Linked DNA regions of Zea mays: region 2 is linked to region 1. The links are chromatin contacts, called in public Hi-C maps. All regions are on one chromosome and are shown on one strand. Each heading gives the region's core, a stretch centred on a gene start, on an enhancer-like site or on the middle of the called end of the contact. The rest is flanking DNA. Distances are from core to core; before and after follow the strand shown.

What was found. A called contact is a pair of places that touch in the nucleus more often than the background predicts.
Region 2: a Hi-C map of leaf shows a contact between it and region 1, with 5 times the contacts expected there. The contact joins the promoter of LOC100282909 here to the promoter of LOC103629212 in region 1. A contact is called at or near these places in 4 of 25 Hi-C or Micro-C datasets (ear, endosperm, leaf and 1 more).

The regions. Positions count from the first base shown.
Region 1 is chr6:40,767,270-40,773,016 of Zm-B73-REFERENCE-NAM-5.0, reverse strand. LOC103629212 (E3 UFM1-protein ligase 1 homolog) reads left to right here and starts at 2,877. Exons shown (of 20, transcript XM_008650387.4): 1 at 2,877-3,395; 2 at 4,218-4,529; 3 at 4,900-5,166; 4 at 5,246-5,293; 5 at 5,619-5,684. The coding sequence starts at 3,222.
Region 2 is chr6:41,030,161-41,035,907 of Zm-B73-REFERENCE-NAM-5.0, reverse strand. It overlaps LOC100282909 (nudix type motif 22), which reads left to right and starts at 2,839. Exons shown (of 10, transcript NM_001155815.2): 1 at 2,839-3,014; 2 at 3,598-3,672; 3 at 3,755-3,811; 4 at 4,057-4,145; 5 at 4,274-4,332; 6 at 4,626-4,774; 7 at 5,360-5,497; 8 at 5,669-5,747. The coding sequence starts at 2,937.

The DNA of each region.
Region 1 (5,747 bases), core at 1,628-4,127:
AGAGTCTTCTTCAAGAAGAAAAATGTACCAAGTTATAGGGTATATCTTCATAGGATCGAGTTTGCCTGGATATATTGTTATGATAGATGATTATTCTAAATTGTTTTGTTTCATAGGATACATGCATTACACATTCTGCACTCCTTGATTTTACCTTACAACAAGCATTATGTTACATTTATGACTTATTTCTCATTTCCACACATGGTGATCTATATCAAAATAATAGTGATGAAAAAGATGAAATATAATCTATTTTGTGGACAGAAAACCTTGACTGAAATTGTGACTTCTAATTGTACACTTCCTTCTGAACCTTAGTTTGGTAATATGGCAGGCCAACATAATGAGAGAGAGAGAATTTCCATGCTTCATCATTACAAAAGTTTGGGGGGGGGGATGTTCTGATGTTTCTGAAGAGGCTACTGAGATCAAAGTAATTTATTCTGAACATAGCTTCCATTTATCAAACAATGTAGATCATAAGATATTCAAACTAAACATTCTATCTAGGATTATATAGAATAGGTTTGTTGATTGACTAAGGCCAGGATTCAAGATTTATTTCAGAGCAAAAATATATGTGCAGTCACGGTAAGAATTTTATCCATTTAATTTATTTTCTTAAAACTACCTTATTGTTTTCTTGTTAGCTAACAAAATTCTGAGATTAATGGTGCCAGTCTATCAGTTATTTTTTTATAAAAAGTATGAAAGAAGTCCATAACTAATTCTGTAACTTTGATATTCAAGTGGGTGTTGGCCTAATGATTTTCCAGCAACTGGGAGGAATAAATGCCTTAGGTTTTTGTACAAGCTATATTTTTTTTCTTTGCTGGTTGTCTGTCAGTTATTGTTTTCTGAAAAAGTATGAAAGAAGTTAATAACTGATTCTGTAACTTTTATATTCAGGTGGGTGTTGGCCGGATGATTTTTAGCAACTGAGAGGAATAAATGCCTTAGGTTTCTATTCAAGTGCCCAACACTCATCGCCATCAACTAATGTCTTGTTTGAGATTTCAGTGCTTCATTTAACTTCCAGCTTGTGTTGTCTTAGCTTACTATGGCATTAACGCGCTACTCTCCTGAATTGTCTGACTAAATTTTTTTACGAGTCCACCATATATTTTTGTTAAATATTACAATATTCACCGTGGGTTATGTGATGTGTCACTTCTTCCACCTCATTCACTATGATTGTCATGTGATATGTATCATGTATTCATGGTAAATGCATTTTATGCTACAAGCACTTGTGATTTTGCTAACTGTATCCAGTTATGCAATCCACAATCCTTTGTAACAGTATAGGTTTATGCCAAACAAGACATTAGTTGAATGATATGTTCAAACTATGGAAATGCTTTTCTCTTTTTGCTCCAACAATTTACATTAACAAAAAATATCCTTCTGTTAGTGCCTTGATGTCTGGGATGGATTCCTTTGTCTTGACTCTTGAGTATAGTGTGTTTCTGACTCTCATTTGCCAGTTTTGTTGAATTTTATGCTCATAACTTGAGAAACTTTTATTATAAGTGTACACTGTTTTATTTTTTAATGTTGTTTGACTGATTACTGCAAGGAACCTTGTGGAGGTATTGAATATGTTTGCTTGATGGATTGAAGATCCAAACTCGAATGCCTTCTAACTTCATATCCCACGAGTCTATGATTACTTGTGGTTTGCTGAAGATGGCATGAAGATGCAGGTGATTATTGCTTGTTTTGTGGCTCATTTCCTTTTACTTAGTTAACTCCCTATTAGGCAGCTACTGCACCAGCAAACCTGTCAACATAATATTTTTTTACTACCTCTTGGAATCTTCAATACTGGAACAGATTGTTTATGGCAAAGGCATCTCAGTTGATACCTTGATTTGGTCTTCTAGGTTGATAAGCATGCACTTGGTGGGGTACAAATATCTGGTTAATTCATTCAGTTGCCACTGTTTACAACTGTAGAAGGATATAAGTTTTTTATATGAATTCACAACTCATGTTTGAATCGTGGCACTCAGTTCATGTTGACAAAGGTTGAAGTCCACTACACACAAAAAAATGTGAATTCAACAGTTGAAAAAATGTCTGTTGTGTAAGCACATGGTGAAGTAATTCCTTCAAAGAAAATATTTTTGTGACTTATTCTTTTCTGAGTTCACTTCCAGTCATCACCATTTGTGTCATATATGTTCTAAAACAAGGCTCTTATAGGTAACCAATATTGTCCACTTGATACAAGCAGCAGAAAACTATTGAGGTGATGTGCATGTTTCGTATAAATGAGGTTTAGAAGCCAAATACATCTGCATGCCTTGATTTCTAAGCCACAATTAAAACTGAGGGCGGGCTTATGACAATAAATTCTAAGCTACAGTTATAAACAAGGCTCTTATAGGGCGTGTTATGTAGTTAGTTTTCTTCGCTTCATTCTATACTTCACACTGAACATAGAGAGAGGCTTGTTCTGTAAACCTACTAATCCAGGACTCATGAGAGCGAGAAAGTAAGGATGTCATGAATACAATATTTGTGTGGCAACAATATTAGACATTGTACTCTTTCTTTTCAAATTATAACTCATTCTCTTCTTTTTAAATTATAAGTCGTTCCAATATTTTTAGATATATAACAAAAATTATACATTTGAATAGTATGTCTATAGCAGATTACTTGAATGGCTAATAAATATTAAATTTTACTGCACATGATGGGTTTATTCTATGTGTAATGCTTTTAAGGTATGTATTTTTTTTAAAAAAAATTAAAAGATGTTAACAAGAACATAAAATGATAATTAATATTTTTGAACTTCAATGCATCTTATCAGAATATGTTCATTCCGTAACAAAGCACGAGCATTTACCTAGTCTGAGATGAAATCCTGAGAGGCACGGCGCCACGACAGAGCGCGCCAAGGCGCGCGTACGGTACTAAACGTCCCCAAAATCTGAAGCTTATTATGGGCCTGATTTTTATGCACTGGGCTCACCTGTCGGCCCTCCGCTGCAGCTCCAGCCCCCAGACCCAGAGGCCAGATCCCCTTCCGTCTCAACTATTCCTTCGCACGCCGCCGGCACCCGCAGGGCCCCACCTGCCAGTGAAAACTTCTCCCCCGCAGTTCCATCTCTCCGTCGCCGTCGTCGTCGCGTCCTCCGCGTCTCCGGCGAGTCTAGAGAGAGAGAGAGAGAGAGAGAGAGGAAGGAGGGTGGAGGGCCGCGCCCATGGACGCGGAGCTTCTGGAGCTGCAGCGGCAGCTAGAGGCGGCGCAGAGCGCGAGGTCCAGCGTGCGCCTGTCGGAGCGGAACGTGGTGGAGTTGGTGCGGAAGCTGCAGGAGCGAGGCATCATCGACTTCGACCTCCTCCACACCGTCTCCGGCAAGGAGTACATCACATCCGTACGCCCTCTGGCCTCCCTCTCTCTATCCGTCCCCTCTACTTTGCTGCCCCGATCCCATCAACACCATCGCCCCGCCCCTTCTTTCTCTCGTTTGGTTGGATTTACCACTGCAGCAGCCCCTAAGCGTATGTTACTGCATTTAGAGATAAACTGTGTCAACGATCTGGCCTGAATTTTCTTTACACATATGCGTCAGCCTTTATTATAGTAGCTGCTGAACTAAACCAACATTTAGGAAGGGTTTTTAGGACGTCGGGGTTAATAACTCAAAGGAACAATTGGATCTATACCATTAAAAGATCTAAACTTTAGATATATACCATGGACCCCACATGTCATTGACTCATGTGGACCCACATGTAAGTGAGATAGTAATGGTATGGATCCAAATTGGTGATCTTTTAATGGTATGGATCCAAATTTCCCTAACTCAAAAGGATACTGCGTAGTGGGATGTCATTATTCATTTCGGAAGCAGGGAATTTTATGGAACATGTTTTTTATTTAATGGACTCTGGACTATGCCTTAGTAATATCTTAAGAGCAAACCTCTGGATGGGTTCTGGTGTTTGTAACGAATACTCTTATCTCCTTTCTCGAGAGATTTGCTAAAATGGCCACCTCAATACTAGAGATACAATGGCAGTTGCACATTTTTATGTCCCTAGCAGGTTAAGAGTTATTGCGTCATTTCATCTAGAATTCCTATGATATGGGATGACCGGATGACCTTTTTTGGTGTTCAGCTCTGTTCTGAACACTTGCTCAGTTGAGAATTCATGGTTTTCTAGCTGATCCATGGTCAACTATGGTGTTGCAGGACCATTTGAAGCATGAGATTAAGATGGAGATCAAGAAGAGAGGCCGTGCATCTCTAGTTGACTTATCAGATACCCTGGGGGTGGACCTTTACCATGTTGAGAGGCAGTCACAGAAGGTCGTCTCCGATGATCCCACTCTAATGCTGATAAATGGCGAGATCATGTCACAATCTTACTGGGACACCGTGACGGAAGAGATAAATGAGAAGCTTCAGGAGCGCAGTCAGATTGCCTTGGCAGAGATTGCTGCTCAGTTACATATTGGATCCGAGCTTGTCATCAGTATCCTCGAGCCGCGGCTTGGAACTATTGTATGCTTCTCATGGCTTTTCTTGTAGTGGTAGCTCATTTCCCTTTGTTCTGTAGTTTGAATTCAGTAATCTTGATGCAACCTGTCATTTCAAGCATTATGAATTAGCTGATTCATATGAGTCAGCTCTTAGAAGAACCATAAAGTGGTTTTAGGCAGTGTTGTATGTGTTAGTCTCTTGGTATGTGTGGTGCTTTAGATCATGGTCCATTGGCAAATCTGGTGCTTAGGATCAGAATGTTTAGTTGAGTTTCACATTTTCTAACTTTAAATCTCCATGTTGCAATACTTTATTTCCAATATTTTTACATATATGTCATTCACAAAAACTTTTACATGCTGTTCTGCTATCATTACTGCCCTCCTTCCAGGTGAAAGGAAGGCTAGAAGGCGGACAGCTATACACTCCAGCGTATGTCTCACGGATTACTGCTATGGTTCGTGGTGCTGCAAGGGGTATAACAGTGCCAACAAACCTGCCATCTGTTTGGAACTCCTTGCAACAACAGCTTCATGAGATGCATGGTGCTAGTGGAGTTTCTGTGGAAGGTTCATTCTTCCAATCCATTTTCAATGGTTTGCTAAAAGAAGGTGCTGTACTGGGATCAGTCCGTGCAGGAGGACAGTGGACACCAGCTGTAAGATCTGCAATTGTTTAATTGATATTCTTAATTCCCAAATTGTGTTTAACTTTCTCGTCTTTTTATTCTCTGTTAGGTTTTCGCCCATGCCCAAAAGGAGAGTGTTGATGCTTTTTTCTCACAGGTTGAGATGTTTGTAACTTACGCTTTCGTTCCTACATTTCAGCATATATTGGAATAGTAGAGTATAGTATTTTGGTCTAATGGCAAATCAGACTTCAGAGCAAAGTATAAATGGATCTAGACAATACCTAAAATCCAAGCGTGTGTGGTATTTTCATGCACACCCACGCACACATGCACACCTGCCTACACATTGCATCTTGCCAGTACTTTTAACATCTTTGTGTCTAGTATTTAACACAACCACCTTTATTTGTATCTCAATACTCTGTGTTGTTGTGATGCATTATTTCCTTTTGTATTGACTCGTTCATTTTTGTGTACAGAACTCTTACATTGGGTACGACGTGCTTCAGAAACTTGCAATTCCTCAACCTAAACAGTTCTTGGAGGTACTTGAGGGTACCAATATGAATTTCCTGTTACAGTCATCTTTATTTTCTTACAATGTTTAT
Region 2 (5,747 bases), core at 1,590-4,089, 260 kb before region 1:
AGTCGCTGCAAAGTTAGTAGATAGATAATGATTCAATTCAGCATTAGGATTCCACCTTTGATTTGTTGTAGAGTTAGAAGATTCTTTCCCCTTAGATCTCTTCCATAAGTGGGCTGTCAAAGAACTATCTGAATGTTCTATGTCATGTTCACCCATTGTTCCTGTAACATTACTTTCACCATATTTGTTATAGTAAAAGCCAAAAACACGAAATAATTCATCTTTCACATGATTAAAAGCATCCGAATAGTCCATATCTAGCAAGTCGCCAATTCTTTCTAAAGCAGTTTGTAACCCATCAAGTTTTTTTTCTAGGATCCAAAATAGTTGCAAAGCAATATATATGGGATATGTTATCAAAGTGTTTTAGAAATTTTAACTCCATTGGAGCAACAACAGTGCAAAGAAGGGAATCAGATCTGTGCTTAGCAAATGACTCGACAATTAACCAAATGTAATCAATGACTAAGCATGATGTAGGATAGTAAACACCTGATAGAACATTTGTGGCTACATAAAAGGGCATCAAAAACTCTCTAAAATGTTTAACCATATACCAATCAGCTTCAGTTAGCACCAAATCAAGATCAAGAGCATTAGCATTCACAAAAATAGTTATAATTTTCTCATAACCTTGTAGTTTCTTAAGCATAAGATAGGTCGAATTCCATCTTATCTTCATATCAAGGCCAAATTTCATTTGTTTCATATTATTTGCCTTGCAATACTCACCGAATTTTGTAATCATTTGAGGGGTACTTGTTATGAAACGAACAGCAGCACGGACATTATCCAAATATTTGCTAACTACTGTTATGCCATCCTGAACAACCAAATTAATAATGTGGCACACACATCTTTGGTAGACAATATAACCATCTATGTATGAATGCAGGTGAGGGGATAGGGATTCAATTGTATTTGTATTTGAGGAAGCATTATCAAGAGTAATAGACAGAATCTTATTACTTATATCAAAATCATTAACCACCTCAAGAATATGCTTAGCAATTGCAGAACCAGTATGTGAATCATTCATCACTCTAAAACCTATAACACGCTTATGAAGACAATATGAATTATCCAAATAGTGTGCAACAACAGAAATGTGGCTAGTTTTTTGATGTGATGAAGTCCAAATATCTGAAGTTAAAGCAAATGAAAACTGAACTTTTTTAAAATTATCTTTAAGGGCAGCAAGATGTTTGCGATACTGCAACATTAAATCAGATTTTATAGTAGTTCTACTGATATATAGGTTGGTATTGTGGACAGAAAGCACGTTGAATCAGATTCTTAAAATTAGGGCTTTCACCCATCATAATAGGTAAATCTTCAGAAACAATGTATTTAATAATTTCTTCATGTGCTACTTGTGGATTGTAAACCCATGTACTTACAGTGCCATCCACAGCGAAGTTAAGTTGAGTTTGCACACCTGCACCAAGAGTTTGCCCTACCTTCTTCAAACAAGCTCTAAAATGTCGATTCAGATGTCCAGTGCCACCAGCAGAATCTGCACTCAACTCAGTTTTACAATAATGACATACAACAATATAACTTTTTATACCATTTTCAACAATCTCCCGCTTATCCATATGTTTCCAGCACTCTGCCCTGGAAACAGATGGTTTAGCAGCACTTTGCACTAGCACATCAGCTGGTAAGGAAGAACTTTCACTACAAACAGGTACACCTCCACCCCCATCTGCTGGTAAGGAAGAACTACCACTACAAACAGGTACACCTCCAGCACCATGTACTGGTAATGAGGCATTATCTATTGCACTACCATCATCAGATCTACCTTCCAAGGTTGGGGCGAGTGCGCAAGGACTGCTGGAACCATCTATCGTCCTACTAGCATAAGGTTTTCTAGTAGCTGTCCTCTTCCTCCCCATTGTAATTTGTAAGGTCAGACGCTCATGAACTAAGTAATCAGATTCAGTGGGGAATGAATCAAAACAACCGTATATAAAGAGCTCGACCTCCCAGGGCGGGGGGGCATGAATCATAGCCACAGATGTGAACGGACCAAGGAATTAACAATAATCTGACGAAGAGGATGTGAACAAACCTTGCTGGAGCTGTGAGTGGGCTGTGGGCCGGTTGAACTCGCGGTCGCGGTCGCATGGCACATCGTTTCCTGGGATCTGGGCATCCGACGGTCGCGGCTGGACTGTCGAGGAAGAGGAGGACGAGGGAAGGAGCGGCAGCGGCTGGCGGTGTTCCTAGTCGCAGAAGGGACCGAGGAGTTGCTCAGCCGAGGAACCGAGGAGGAGGAGGGAAGGAGCGACGGCGGGCTTGGCCGCTTGCGAATGCAGACTGGCGGAGTGGCGGACTGGCGGTGGCGTTCCTAGTCGCGGAAGAGAAGCCAAGGAGTCGCCGCCACAGGAAACGATGCGCTGAGAACCTAACCCTAAAGGCCTAAACCGAGACCGCCACCACAGGAACGAACGGCTGGGGCTGGAAATATATCGCGCGACACGAGACCGTCGTTCCCTAACCCTAACTCGTGCCGGGCTAGCCCGAGCACGGCCCATGATGCCGTGCCGGGCTATTTGGACCATCGGGCCACCAACCGGAGCACGGCCCAGCCCGTCTAACGTGTCGTGCTGGCTCGGTTTTTTCTATTTTGTACTGGGCCAGGCTGCATGCTATCTATTTCGTGTCAGGCTCGTACTAGTTCAGCGAGCACGACCCAAACTTGACTAGAAACCAACGGATGGAGCGTTTACAAACCTGCGGATATACTCACGATCACATAATTATACACATACATTTATTACGTGTACATGTGTTGGCACGTATACCAAGAAAGCCACGGTACAAACTATCACTCAAACCCGTAGGTTTTTATCCACGTGCCGCCGCACCGGCCAACCCCGCGCCCCTCGACCGTCTCCGTCGCCGCGCCACCCGCACCGGGACCCAGTATGGCCGCCTCCGGCGCATATCCGGGCACGGCGTTCAAGATACTCCTCTCCTGCCCCGACGGCCTCCCTCGCTCCCGCGTGCGTGTACCCTAAACTCTTCCCCCTCTTCCTCCTCCCCCTCGCCTCCGTCCCCATCCCGATTGCATGGTCCATTTGGTTGCACGGAACGGCGTCTCCTCCATCGGTCCGACCACCGCGCGGGCGGCAACACCGACTTTTGCATCGGTTTCCCCAGATCCTGGATGACAAGCTTAGCCCCAAGTGTTTGGATGTGCTGCTGCTGCCATCAACTGCCGTGATGTATTTCTTTAGCTCGTTCAGGAGTGTGTGGGGTGCTAATAACTGATGTTATATTTCTGTAGCGCGGCCAGAAACAGTACAACAGGCGCTCGTATATTAGGCCTGTGGGAGCTGTCTGGCCAGGCAAATTTGTCAGGTCTTGATCTAAATAGGCCCTCAAATATTATGAAGTACGGATCTTGTCATGCTAACTCTTGTGTTACCAATCCTTATAAAATTTCCTATACTAAAAAAAGTGAAGACTTAGGACAAATCTAGATGGACTTTTTTTTTCTTTGAATGGAGGAAGTACCAAGTGTGTTTTACACTCTTGCTTTACAACACAGCAACATTCTGATTGAGCTCATGTTATGAACTGAAGGTTTCGGTGAAGTTTGGTCGGTCATTCGACAGGATTCCCCATCCTGATGCAGCCTTGGAGGAATCTATAAGTGAGGTAATGTTGCCTACCAATATCATACGTCTATCTGACATATGCATGTGTCCATTGCCATTCTTCATGTTTGTTGACCTTTTAGGTGTGGGACCAAAGCCTTCAGCGGAACCCATATCTATACAGCGGTACAAAGTTTCGGGTATGTATTTTTAGCTCTACCTTGGTATGCTCGTTTTTTTCTGCTCCGTTGATACTTGAAGTCCTGAAGATGCTACAATTTACTGGTAAACACGTATTTAACTAAAGAAAACTGGAAGCTTCTTGCATGTTAAGTGATTTGGTGCATGCTTTATAGAAAGACAATCTCTCTGTATATGTATCTGTTCTACTGCATTCACCAGCAGGTAGTAGAATGTAAATACTGACAACAATCAAGAATTTCAGTATGGAGGAAATGCCTTGCACTACAAAGATGACTCAGATCATGATCTTGAGTACTGTGTCTCACTTCATTTGGGTCTCACAGACTACAGGTTGGTTTGACCATTTGTGTTCATTTCCAACAGACATTTAAACCAAAATTTTGGCAGCCTATAAGTTTCTTTGCGATATTTTGACTTAACACCTTGAATTAACAATCGTTTCTACTTGCACGAAATAGGACATTTGTGGGAACAAATCTCAATCCATTGTGGGAATTTTTTTTGGTTCCATCTGAAGGTAATTTGTAATCTTATAGCTTAGTTACAGTTGGTTGTGTGTATCAGAGCCTTTTTTTTTTATCTAATCTAAACTTTGTAGTCCTCTAGTTTCTTCCATTGCTTTAGCTTTCAGAAATTTAAATTGTTGATAAGTATATTCACGTCCATCTGTTTCGCCTTCCATTTTCTAGTAAGTTTGCTCTGGTACAGTGACTGTCTTAGTATTTTGTGCGCTAAGACAACATTATGTCAATCTTTGTAAAGAACTGTAAGAATGATCAGCCTTGACCAACACAATTCCTCTTTTGATAGATGATTCTGTACATTGCCAACACTTGTCAGATGCACTGGGAAATGGTGCTATAGTTGAAACATCTGACAAAAAGATTATTGTATTGCAAAGGAGCTACAATGTGGCGGACTATCCAGGATACTATGTTTTCCCTGGAGGACACTCGGAGGTAAATTCTTCAAGACTGCTTGACAATACGAGTGCAGATGATGAAAGCAAAGATCTGTGTAGATATTTGATGTACAACTTAGTTTTTTTAGAGCTAATTGAGAAATGTAGCACCAGGTGTAATATAGTTTCTCTTATGCTGCAAAATAAAGATGATAACAACATTACTGCAGGCTGCAGTACTGTGGGATCTAGTGGTTTCTTCTGCCAGTGAGCATGCTGAGATTTTCTTTTTGAGGTAGCATGTTTATTTGAAGTGACTTCTCAAGAAGGAAACTGTATGTTATAATTATGGACTAAGAAAAATGTATATTGAAATTTAACTGAAATTTATAAATCATTAATTGCTCACCGATTTATTGCTTAAAATTGTTTCTTCTCCCCTGTCAGTTACCATGCTGACTATGAAGCTATTTTTAGAAGAGGAATCAAAATTAAAACTTGGAAACATGGCTTCATTTTTGGAGGAAGTTGGAGCAGGGGAGGGTGTATGAGAATTTTTTTAGTTTTTAAGCCTGAAACAATCGGTTGTGTCAGATCTGTAAAATGCATGTCATATTATTGATCTTCATTTTGTTTATACCAGCCGCAAGAAATTGGAATCATGGGTCATCAAACTGATGAAGAAGACTTTGCTAGTCTCACTGAACGAGTTTCACAAGAAATGTTTGACGGAGTCATCCGTGAAGTGGTTGAGGAAACTGGAGTTCCTGCTAGCTCCCTAGTAAGTAGAGGTCTAAACAGTATGTCATGTAGTGTAGTATAGTGGTTTGCTACATGAACAGGATCCAATAGAAAAGAGTTTTTAGTTGTTTCTAATTTTCATTCAAGAAAGATTTGTTCACTTCACGACTTTCCTAGTATGTTCATTACCTATCAATATTTTATTCTGCAGACTGATCCTGTCTTCATTGGAGTTTCCCGCCGAGAAGTTAACGTTAGGCCGACTGCGTTCTTTTTTACAAAATGTAACA